Linked DNA regions of Capra hircus: region 1 is linked to region 2. A link is a contact called in public Hi-C data. All regions are on one chromosome and are shown on one strand. Each heading gives the region's core, a stretch centred on a gene start, on an enhancer-like site or on the middle of the called end of the contact. The rest is flanking DNA. Distances are from core to core; before and after follow the strand shown.

Region 1 (4,700 bases), core at 426-2,925, 100 kb after region 2:
TCTGAGTTCCGGGACATTCTCAGCTTTGGGAAGTTCCCTCCTGCATCTTTGTCTCCTTTTGGACCAAAAAATGAACTCTGTCTTCTGCATCTTCACCTTCGTCTCTCGTCCTTTCATGCTGCGAGTCCTCGGCTTAATCATCCAACGCATCTACTTGCTCTTCAGCTGCGTCCACTAACACATTCAGCCCATTTATCGAGTTTCTTTGATGACCAGATTTAATTTTCCAAACACTCTAGTTGGCCTTTTTGAGGGCACAGTGTAAGGCTAAGGCTCTCTGCCCAAGGCTGTTGAGTATTCCTGCTCCAAGTTCTTGTTTTCAACCCCGTTCCTTTGGTATCGTTCCCTTGTTCAGGTGCCTGACGACTGTTGGCACCTGAGGTTCACCCCAGCCACACAGCCTTCCCACATGTGCAAGAGCAGAGTCACCCCTAAACAATGCCCAATGTGCTGGGCTGGGGGCTCCCCACCCCCCTGGGGCCCTGCCCATCCCTTCAGCCTGGCTCCCACATTCAACCTCCCAAACACAGATGCCTGTCTTCTCAGATTGGCCCAGGTGTGTGGGGGGGTTGGGGGTGATGAGGAAGAGGGCTCAGCTCACCTGGTGGCTCCCACTCAGGCGCCCTAAACAGGTGTCCTGTGAGGAGCTGGGCCCCTCGAGCCCCAGATTCCCCCCAGGCTCCCTCCTTCCCTCAGGCCCCACTGCTGCCCACATTTAAGGTGTTCCCCCCAGGCTCAGGTTCACCTCCTGGAGGAGAAAGATGTCCTGCAAGGCTGGGACCTGGGACCACGGCAGGGGGTGGAGTCATGACTTCAGTGTGAGTCATCCGCATCTGGGGCTCCTTTCTCCCATCCCGGCCCAAGCAGCAGTTGTGGGTGGTGGGAAGGGCACAGCCTTTGGCATTTGGACCGAGCTTGAGCTCTGAATTCTCACCTTCAGATTTCACAAAATTAAAATGATTCTCTTACTCAACCTCATGGTTAGGATGGACAACTTGGTTTGTGTCTAGTCCTCCCCCTGCTCCCAACTCTTTCCACTCGCTTAGCAGGTACTCCCACCCCCCAGGGTCTGAGTTCAGGCAGTCAGTGCTGAGGAGGTCTGAGGACAGAGCCAAGGCCAGGCAGCCCTTGTTTAAGTCTGAGGTCAGAGGCTCCGATGCCACCAGGGTCCAGGACTCCTGAGTCGTGGGGGCAGGGAAGAACCCTCAGCTCCAATCAGAGCAGTCATGCCCCCCACTTGGTCTCTGGGTCAGACCCCTGGGTGCCTCACCCTGGAAAGAATATGTCCACCTGTAAACACATCTGAGGGCTCCTGTTTGCACCTCTGGTTCGTATGGAGCCTGTAAATGAGGGGAGCCAGGAAGTGAGGCTGTTACCACAGAGGCCTCCAGGAGATCAGAGAGGGACACTTAAGGTGTCCCAGCTGGACCCACCTGGACCTCAGTCTACCTTCTGGTCTGTCCCTGGGGTCCAAACCACTCCAAGCCCTCTGCTTTCAGGTACCTCCCACTCACCCATCAGCAGCTGGGGTCCCCTCTGTGCATGGCCTAGGCCTTGCCCACAGTTTTCAGAACCAGGACGTTGGGTCCAGGCAGGTCTGATCCGAGTGCCTGGCTCTCACCGGCCTGAGAGGTGAGAGCTGTCAGCGCTGGTTCTCTGGCGCCATCTGGTGTCCATATGTGTGAACTGCAACTCCCGCACCGGCGGACACCACCTGGGAACTATCCTTTGCGAAGGAGGGTCGGGTAGGGAGGCGGCCTCACCAGCAGCGACCCTTTGGCCCCACGTCTCTCACGATAAGAACCTTTATCACTTCCAGCCTCTTTAGGCCCCAGCCTGTGGGTCCAAGCCAGCACTGCACAATCAAATCAATGTTTTTTTTCTTCTTAATTTCACCAAAATTGCCAACAAGGCCAAGGTGTTGGCTGGGGAGGTGATCGGTTCCCATTTCTACGAATTTCTATCCTTCAGCATTTCTGTCATTCCTCCCAGCATGGCCCAGTCTTTTGAGGCAAGCAGCTGTGTGAGCCTGCAGGCCTGCCCCCTCCCCTCTGAGGCTCAGCCCCTGGGACAGGGCAGCTCTGGACAAAAGCCTACAAATGTAGCTGCTGGGGCCCCTCGTTCCCTCGGGCACAGTGCTGGGGAGACAGCGACCTGATTCCCCCCAAGGTCAGGGGGTGGCTGTGTGCAGAAAACCCTCTAAATGGAAAATGGACACGAGACACAGGAGTGATACACCCCAGGAACTGGGGGGCACAGGGCACTGGGGGGTGAGGGGAGTCTGGGGGTGTGGGGCATCTGGGGGTGCAGGGCATCTGGGGGGTCTCAGGCACAGGCCAAGGTGCCCGGGACCTGCGCACATGCCTGATGCAAAAGCAGAGTGATATCTCAGCCACTCGGAGGTCGTAAGCATGATGGGTATTTGAGGCTTGTGGCTAAGATAGGATTCCTGCTGGCCAGGCGGGCTGGACACTGTCCTCAGCTCAGTGGACACCCAGGGTCCAAGCTTGTCCACAATGGCCAGGGGGATGGGTGGGAGCTGCTGCTCCAGGAGCCCAGAAGTGGGCTTAGGAGTCCTTCCTTCTCGTCCTTCCCCAAGGTTGCCTGTGCCCCCAGTAATCACTGGCACCCCATCACCACAGGCGCACACACACACACACACGCGCGTGCACACACCTGCATCCATTTCAATAGGTCGTGCTGCCACCAGGTGGCCAAGTCAGGACCATTGCCCGGGTTCCTGTCGGAGCCTTCCAAGCCCACTGTTCTGGATGCCAGGGCTCCAGCCACTGGGGCTCTGGTCATCGCACCTCCCCCAACCGCGTGTCACTAAGCAAGTCCATTTCCTCCACCGAGAAGCAACACTGTGGAATAAATGTCCGTTTTTTGCAACCCTTTCTATGCAGGCTGACCAACCCTGGAAGAGGCTCAGGGACATGTGGTTTGGCCCAGGTCCCAGCAAGTTGGTGGCAAACCAGGCCCTACCCTCCCGGCTCCCACTTCCCGGCCCCTCCTGCGGCCTCTCCTCTGCGGCCTCTGGGGGGCTGAGCTCGCCCCAGCCCTGCTTGCTGGGTGGTCTGGGCTCACCTGGAAACTCTCTGAGCCCTGGACTCCTGGGCTGGTTGTGGGCAAGACCAAAGGTATAAACACACTAAAACTCAGCCATGCGGGTTCATGTTCATTTTTCACTATCTGTTGTGGTTCGGTCACTCAGTCACGTCCAACTCCTTGTGACCTCATGGACTGTAGCATGCCAGGCTTCCCTGTCCCTCTCTATCTCCCAGAGTTTGCCCAAACTCATGTCCATTGAGTCAGTGAGGCCATCCAACCATCTCATCCTCCGTTGACCTCTGATACGCCTCCTACGTGCCCCCAACCCCACGTAAAGTGTTGCAAGCCGCGAGAGGCGTTGTGAGGCCACATAAAGGGCACGTTAGTGTACAGGATGTGATGACACTGGGGTGGGTCCCAACTGGGGAAACTCACCCAGAAAGTGGAGAAACACCCTGAGTCTTTCTGCCCAAACCTGGAGCTTCTGCTCCTCCCAGGGGCTCTACATCTTGAGCCCAGAATATCTACAATGTTTTCAAGGGGTCAGTCTCCACTCTCCATGGAGCTGAGGCATTTTGAGATCACGTGATGGAGCCCCAGTACCCTCCTGGTTGGGACCCACCTGCTGTTTTCCTATCCTTCCTCCTGGCCAACTTAGGCCCAGAGCCTGAGGGGCAAGCAGGGGGTTCCTGGAGGGCAGCTGTGGGGAAGACAGCAGAAGTGGATGAGAAAGCACAGGCAGGGGTGGCTGCTTAGGGGGCTGCTTCCCACTCGGGGACATCGCAGCTGCCAGCATGGCTACCTCCACCAGGTCAGGGCCTGTCATCCCTGACCCCATGCAGCCCATGGCGAGGCAAACCTGCCAAGCTGTGCCTCCCACCCGCCTCTCACCTCTTAGCTCTCAGCTGGACACCCAGGGACCAGACGCAGAGGACCTTGGGGTGGGGACTAAGAACAGCATTTATTGTTCACGCCTCCAGCGAACACCCCAGCCTGCAAACCCCCAGGTTGGAGTGGGGGCCGAGCCCTCCAGCCGGTCAGAGGCCGGGCTGTGAGGTCCCCTGCACAGAGCCAGCATGACCTGGAACTCGCACCATGTTGCTGGATCCAGGCGGGTCCCTGGGGGAGACCCCACTGGGTGTCAGGCAGGCAGCAGGGGCTGAGGTTCAGAGGGGCTGCTCGACCATCTGCTCCTGCATCGTCCTCAGACCAGGTAGCTGCCGGCAGGGAGGGGGCTTCCCTGAGGGAGGGGAGGACTGCCCCACCGAACAATGCCCCAGCTCCTCCCAGACCAGAGGCCTGAGGTCGGCCTGGGTGCCTGGTGTCCTGTCCAGGCCCCTGGGCCCGCCCTGCACTGAGGTCCGTGGAGGGCCCGGCCAGGCACGTACAGGGCCGGGGCTCAGCCCAGCTCAGTGGGTCCGCTTGCTGTCCAGAATTGCCCTCCAGTCATCTGCCCACGAGTGCAGCCTGCGGCTGGGGGGCTGCAGCTGCGTGTGGCGGTTGTGACAGGCTGTGAACAGGACATGCTCCCAGCTGGGATTCGGCTCGGCTCCTGGGGGAGAGAGTAGCACCTCAGGCCTATGGCAGGAGCCACAGGTGGGTCACACCAGCCCACTGGATGAGGACCTCCTTACAGCTCTGGACCCCAT
Region 2 (4,738 bases), core at 1,408-3,907:
CCTTCCTCCTTTCTTTCTGGTAATAAAAAACTATTACAAAAGCAGTCCTCAAACCCTTTTTTAATCTAGTTAACATAAAAACTATTCCACCCCCCAGGCCCTGGCCCCCTTGCACCCCTGCTCCGTGTCTGGGCTCTGTCTCCCCTCCCCACCCCACTGCCCGGTGTGGACAGTCACAGTGTCAGGGCTGAGACTGAGATGAGCCTCCCCACTCCTTGGCACGTCCCCAGGTGTGTGAGTGGTGTGGGCTCTGCTCTGGCATTAGAGGTAATGATGGTCATCCGGGCAAGTTGACCCAATCTCCCCCTACCCCTCCCTGCTCATCCGCCTCATCCAGGTGGTCATGAAATCCTGTCAGTTCCACCCTCTGCTCACCCCGGGCTCACAGCCTCTGTAACTTATTTCCTGTTTCAACACCCTGTCTACCCTTCTTACCGTGGCCTTATTCCTTCCACTGTGTTTGTCCCTGGCTTGCAAGGGCCCCCATACTCCAGGGCTGACCCATTCACATCCTTCCCTGCTCGTCCCTCTTGGGTGCCTTACAGGTCCCTCCATGGCCTTGTCTCCCTATTTTCCGAGCATACCCCCTGCTGTTACCTCTGCCAGAGACACCCTTCCCTCTTTGTCCTGTCTGGCTGCTCCCTCCACACCCTTCCAGGCTCAGATCAAGAGTGGACTCCTCCAGGAAGCCTCCGAGACCCCCGCCAGTCCCCTCGGTTGTCCTGTGACCTTCCCGGTGATCAGTACCCTTTGCGAGTCTCTCTGGCTCCAGGTGGTGAGTTACTTGAGAGCAGGACTGCTCTCCTCCTTAGGGCTGGGCAGACCATTTTTTGCACAATCCTTTTAAAAACAATACTTCTTGCTTTTTTAAGCTCTTTGCACCTACCAGCTCCTGTAAGCCTCCCAGGAGTACAGGGAGGGTGGAAGAGTGTGTTGGTTCACGTAAATTCAGGGGCACTGGGTGGGTTTGTGCCTCTCCCATGCCTGGCGTGACCCGTGACCACTGACCTGCCGCCCTAGGACTGCATTGATTGGCTCCTGCGGTCCTGGAGGTCAGCAGTCCAGCTCAGCACCACCGGGCTGACATCAGGATGCCAGCTCCTGCAGCTCCAGGGCACGGCCGTGTCTCCCATCAGGTTCTGGGACCGCCTGCCTCCCTCGGCTCGTGCCCGCACCCCACCTCCCTGCCTCTGTCATCGTCCCTCCTCCTGCCTGTGTCAGTCCTCCCCAGCTTCTTTCTGAAAGGACACTTGTGATGACATTCAAGGCCCACCCAGCTAAGGCAGGACCCTCCCGCATCTGAAGACCTTCCCTTGGTCACACCTGCAGGGCCCCTTCTGCCCTCTGCCGTCACACACACAGGTTCGGGGCTGGAGCGTGGGTATCTTTGGGCCATTATCCAGCGGCCGCAGGAGCACCCCTGCGCACAGAGCTGAGACACCCCCTCACCCCCCAGTCTGGCTCCAGTCTCTGGTCTGTGTGTATCACTTCCCGTCCTGAAGGTTTGCAGCCTGGCTGACCACACGGGGCTGGGCAGTCCAGGAGGAAGGAGGAAGAAAGCCCCCGGCCTGCAGGTAGGAAGAAACCCCATGCGGCCCTGTGGGTGGAGCGGGGGCACCAGTTACATGGACCTGGTGGGGCATCCCTCTCCAGGGCGAGCCACACAGAGGCGGTGACCAGGTAGCCTTCACGGAGGGCGGGGCACACCTGTCCCTTCCACCTCCTCCCGCCCCACACCTGGTGGTCAGCAGGTGCTGGACGATGGTTCTTCCAGAGGATGCACTGTTTAGAACATGTTGGGCAGAGGGCCGGACGGTTTCCCCCGTCTCCCACTTAGATCTCACAAGTATGATCTCTCATGTACCCATTCTATGGGCATGCAGATTGAGGCCTGTCTGCTGTGGTTGGTGTTTCTTGACCAAGCCTGTGCTCCCTGCCTTACATGTCCAGGCTCCAGGGTGCCCACATTACCCTGTAGGGACATACTGTCCCCCGTCTGATCTTGCAGAGGGGAAACTGAGCTTAGTGATCAGAGAAGTGTCACAGACACGGAGGCCAGTGCCTGGCACGGGGATGGGGCCAAGCTGGCCTCAAGAGCTGCACTTTGGTGTGGAAGCAGAGGGCCCCAAGGTCCAGGGTGGCTGGACCTGAGGGCGCGAGGGCCACTCCCTCTCAGGCCCACAGAATGGCAATGCTGCAGCCACCAGGCTGTGTGCAGCCACCAGACAGCAGCGCCAGCTCCGTGGGAAGGGGAAAGGGGACTGGGGGCGTCAGGGGAGGAAGTGGAAGAGGGGGCAGGGAGGGGGGAAGGGAGTGGGAAGTGAGGGGACGGGGGGGGGGGGGCCAGGAGGGTCGCCATAGTAATGGGAGCCAGCTCTGCTCTCAGGCCGGCCTGCCCCTGGGGAAGGAGATAAAACGTTTTCTATCGATTTCTGTCTGGAAAGTCATTGGTGATAAGCTCTTCCGGTGGAGACTGGAGGCCCGGCTGCTGGGAGCGTGCAGGGCAGAGGCACAGCCTGGACGCTTGGGTGGGGAGGTGACCAAGCCAGCAGGGCAGGCTGGGCGGGGAGCCACCTGCTGGGCCTTGGTCTCCCCTCCCGCCCGACGAAGCCCCCACACCTGGGTGGCCTGACTCCCTTCTCCGGCTGTGGTGGGAGAGGAGAGGCCAGGGACTTGGCGCGTGATGGACGGTGGAGCCATGCACCTGTGCCGTCTCCGGGACTGTCCGCCTGTGTCTGCAGCTTCTTGTGCTCCACCGAGGTCATCCTGGAGGAGGCGGCTGGCTACCCCCTGGCCTCGGACCAGAGGCCACAGGACCTCAACACCCTGACGTTTGCTGAGGGCTCTGGAGGAGGGGGAAGCCCCCAGTGCAGGGCTGAGCCCATTCACGTGTGTGCATGTGTGTGCACATGCTGGGGTGTGGGGCACAGGTGTGCAGCACTCCCATGCAGAGCAGGTGTGTACACCTGGCACAGACCTGGAGGGAAACCCAGGTGTGCCAGAAACAGCCTGCTTCCTTCCTATCCTTAAACCGACTTCAGTCTTGTGCTGAGACCGCCTCTAGCTGCCTGGCAGGAAATTGGATCTCAGCAGGTGTCCCCTCCAGGTAAGAGAAGGTGTCAAGGCCACTCTGAGTGCGGCCACCTTGCCTGGCAGGGCCGCAGGCCAGCACAGGTGACCACCTTTTCCTGGCTGGCAGAGACACCAGCAAAATGGCCCGAGGAAGGAAATGCCCAGCAGCCTGCCTGGGGGAGTGGGGGAGGGGTGGATAAAGCGCAGACAGAACTAGGAGGAGACCCTGACTGAAGTCTGGAGCCCTGGAAGCTGCTGCTCAGAGCGATGTCAGCAGCCACTAATTAAAGGAAATAAAAAATGTTTTCTGTGGTTCCCAGTCACAACAGCCACAGCTCAGGTTTACGCTACTGCTGTCCAGCACAACACAAGAACCACACTCATGAATTAAGTGACCTGCCCATTCTACAGATGGGAAAGTTGAGACCAGACACAGCTCCAAGCCACTGGGACCTTCAGCTCCCCAAGGCTCCATCTGAAGTATCCCCAGGGCGGCCTGGCAGAATGGCCCTGGTCACCCCTGGAAGGATGTAGGCTTTGGGACAGTGATCCTGCCCCTGTGGGAGGAGGACACCCGACTCTGGCTGGCCCGACTCTGGCTGGCCCGACTCTGGCTGGCTGAGTGGCCCTGAGGCTCCAGCCTTGCCTCAGGCTCGGCACCTCACTTCTCATTGGCTCAGTTTCCCTTCCAGGTGATGGAGCTGGATCTAACTATTCCTGAAGTTGGTTTCTTTCCAGTTATGCTCACCAAATAATTTTTTTTGTCATCTCGCAACTCAAAGACTAATTCGAGGCCATCTCATCCAACCCCTTTCCTCCAGTGCCTAATCCTTTTCCATAGCAACTCTGACAACTTCTGTTTGAACGCCACTCATAATGGGGAGCTCACTACCTTGCAAAGGGTGGCCAGGTTGCTTGCTGCTGGAGAATCCATGCTGGCTGAGATGAGGCCCAGGGCAGTGGTCCAGTTTTCAGCCCTGCTGACTAACTGCTGTGTGACCCTGAGCAAGAGACTTTCCATCTCTGGGCCTCAGCTCATCACCTGTGGCATGGGCTCCCTGGCAGTGCTCATCTGAAGGACAGTGAGGAGTCAGGGAGAGCACACGTGTGAAGTGCTGGGTCCACGCTGCGCCTGGCACAGATCTTGGGGAGTGGGCGTCTTGCCCCGGAAGTGGATGAACAAGTGCAGTTTCCACATGTCTGAGAGGCCATCTTGTCCCCAGGAAAGGCTGGCGCCAGGCTGTGGAGAGCCTGGGACCATTGCCACAGCCCTGACATGCACTGCTCAAGTCCTTCCTGGCTGCTGTTCACACCCAAGCTGGTGCTATCCGTTGTCATGGTGACGGAAGCCCATGCAGTCCTGGGCTGTCAGTCACCCAGGCCTGTGCTTGGGAGGCAGGCATGCGTGGTTTGTGTGCACATGTGTATGAGTGTGTGAACAGATGTCTGCGTGAGGCTGTGAGTGTGTACCCATCATGACATGTGGGCAGCAGGCGTGCGTTGTGTGTTTCTGGGTCTCTGGCCGGAGGCGGTGTGGACAAGCGGCAGCCCAGGTGTCTGATCACGGCCGTTGTGGTCACCCCTCCCCTTCTGAGCCGCAGTTTCCTCTGTGGACATAGCACGTTGTGAAAGACAGTCTCACTCGCTATTTCACATTTCATTCAGC

What was found. A called contact is a pair of places that touch in the nucleus more often than the background predicts.
Region 1: a Hi-C map of liver shows a contact between it and region 2, with 11 times the contacts expected there. The contact joins two enhancer-like sites. A contact is called at or near these places in 4 of 5 Hi-C or Micro-C datasets (blood and liver).

Annotation. Positions count from the first base shown.
Region 1 is chr19:34,511,441-34,516,140 of ARS1.2, forward strand. It overlaps NT5M (5'(3')-deoxyribonucleotidase, mitochondrial), which reads right to left. Exons shown (of 5, transcript XM_018064802.1): 5 at 3,992-4,603. The coding sequence ends at 4,461. Among named protein-coding and RNA genes, the nearest start is that of NT5M, 15 kb to the right of the region's middle. Within about 2 kb of position 1,676, at least 3 of the 5 cell types and tissues checked have an H3K27ac peak or open chromatin away from gene starts, as enhancers often do.
Region 2 is chr19:34,407,789-34,412,526 of ARS1.2, forward strand. No RefSeq gene overlaps it. Among named protein-coding and RNA genes, the nearest start is that of RAI1, 9.4 kb to the left of the region's middle. Within about 2 kb of position 2,658, at least 1 of the 5 cell types and tissues checked has an H3K27ac peak or open chromatin away from gene starts, as enhancers often do.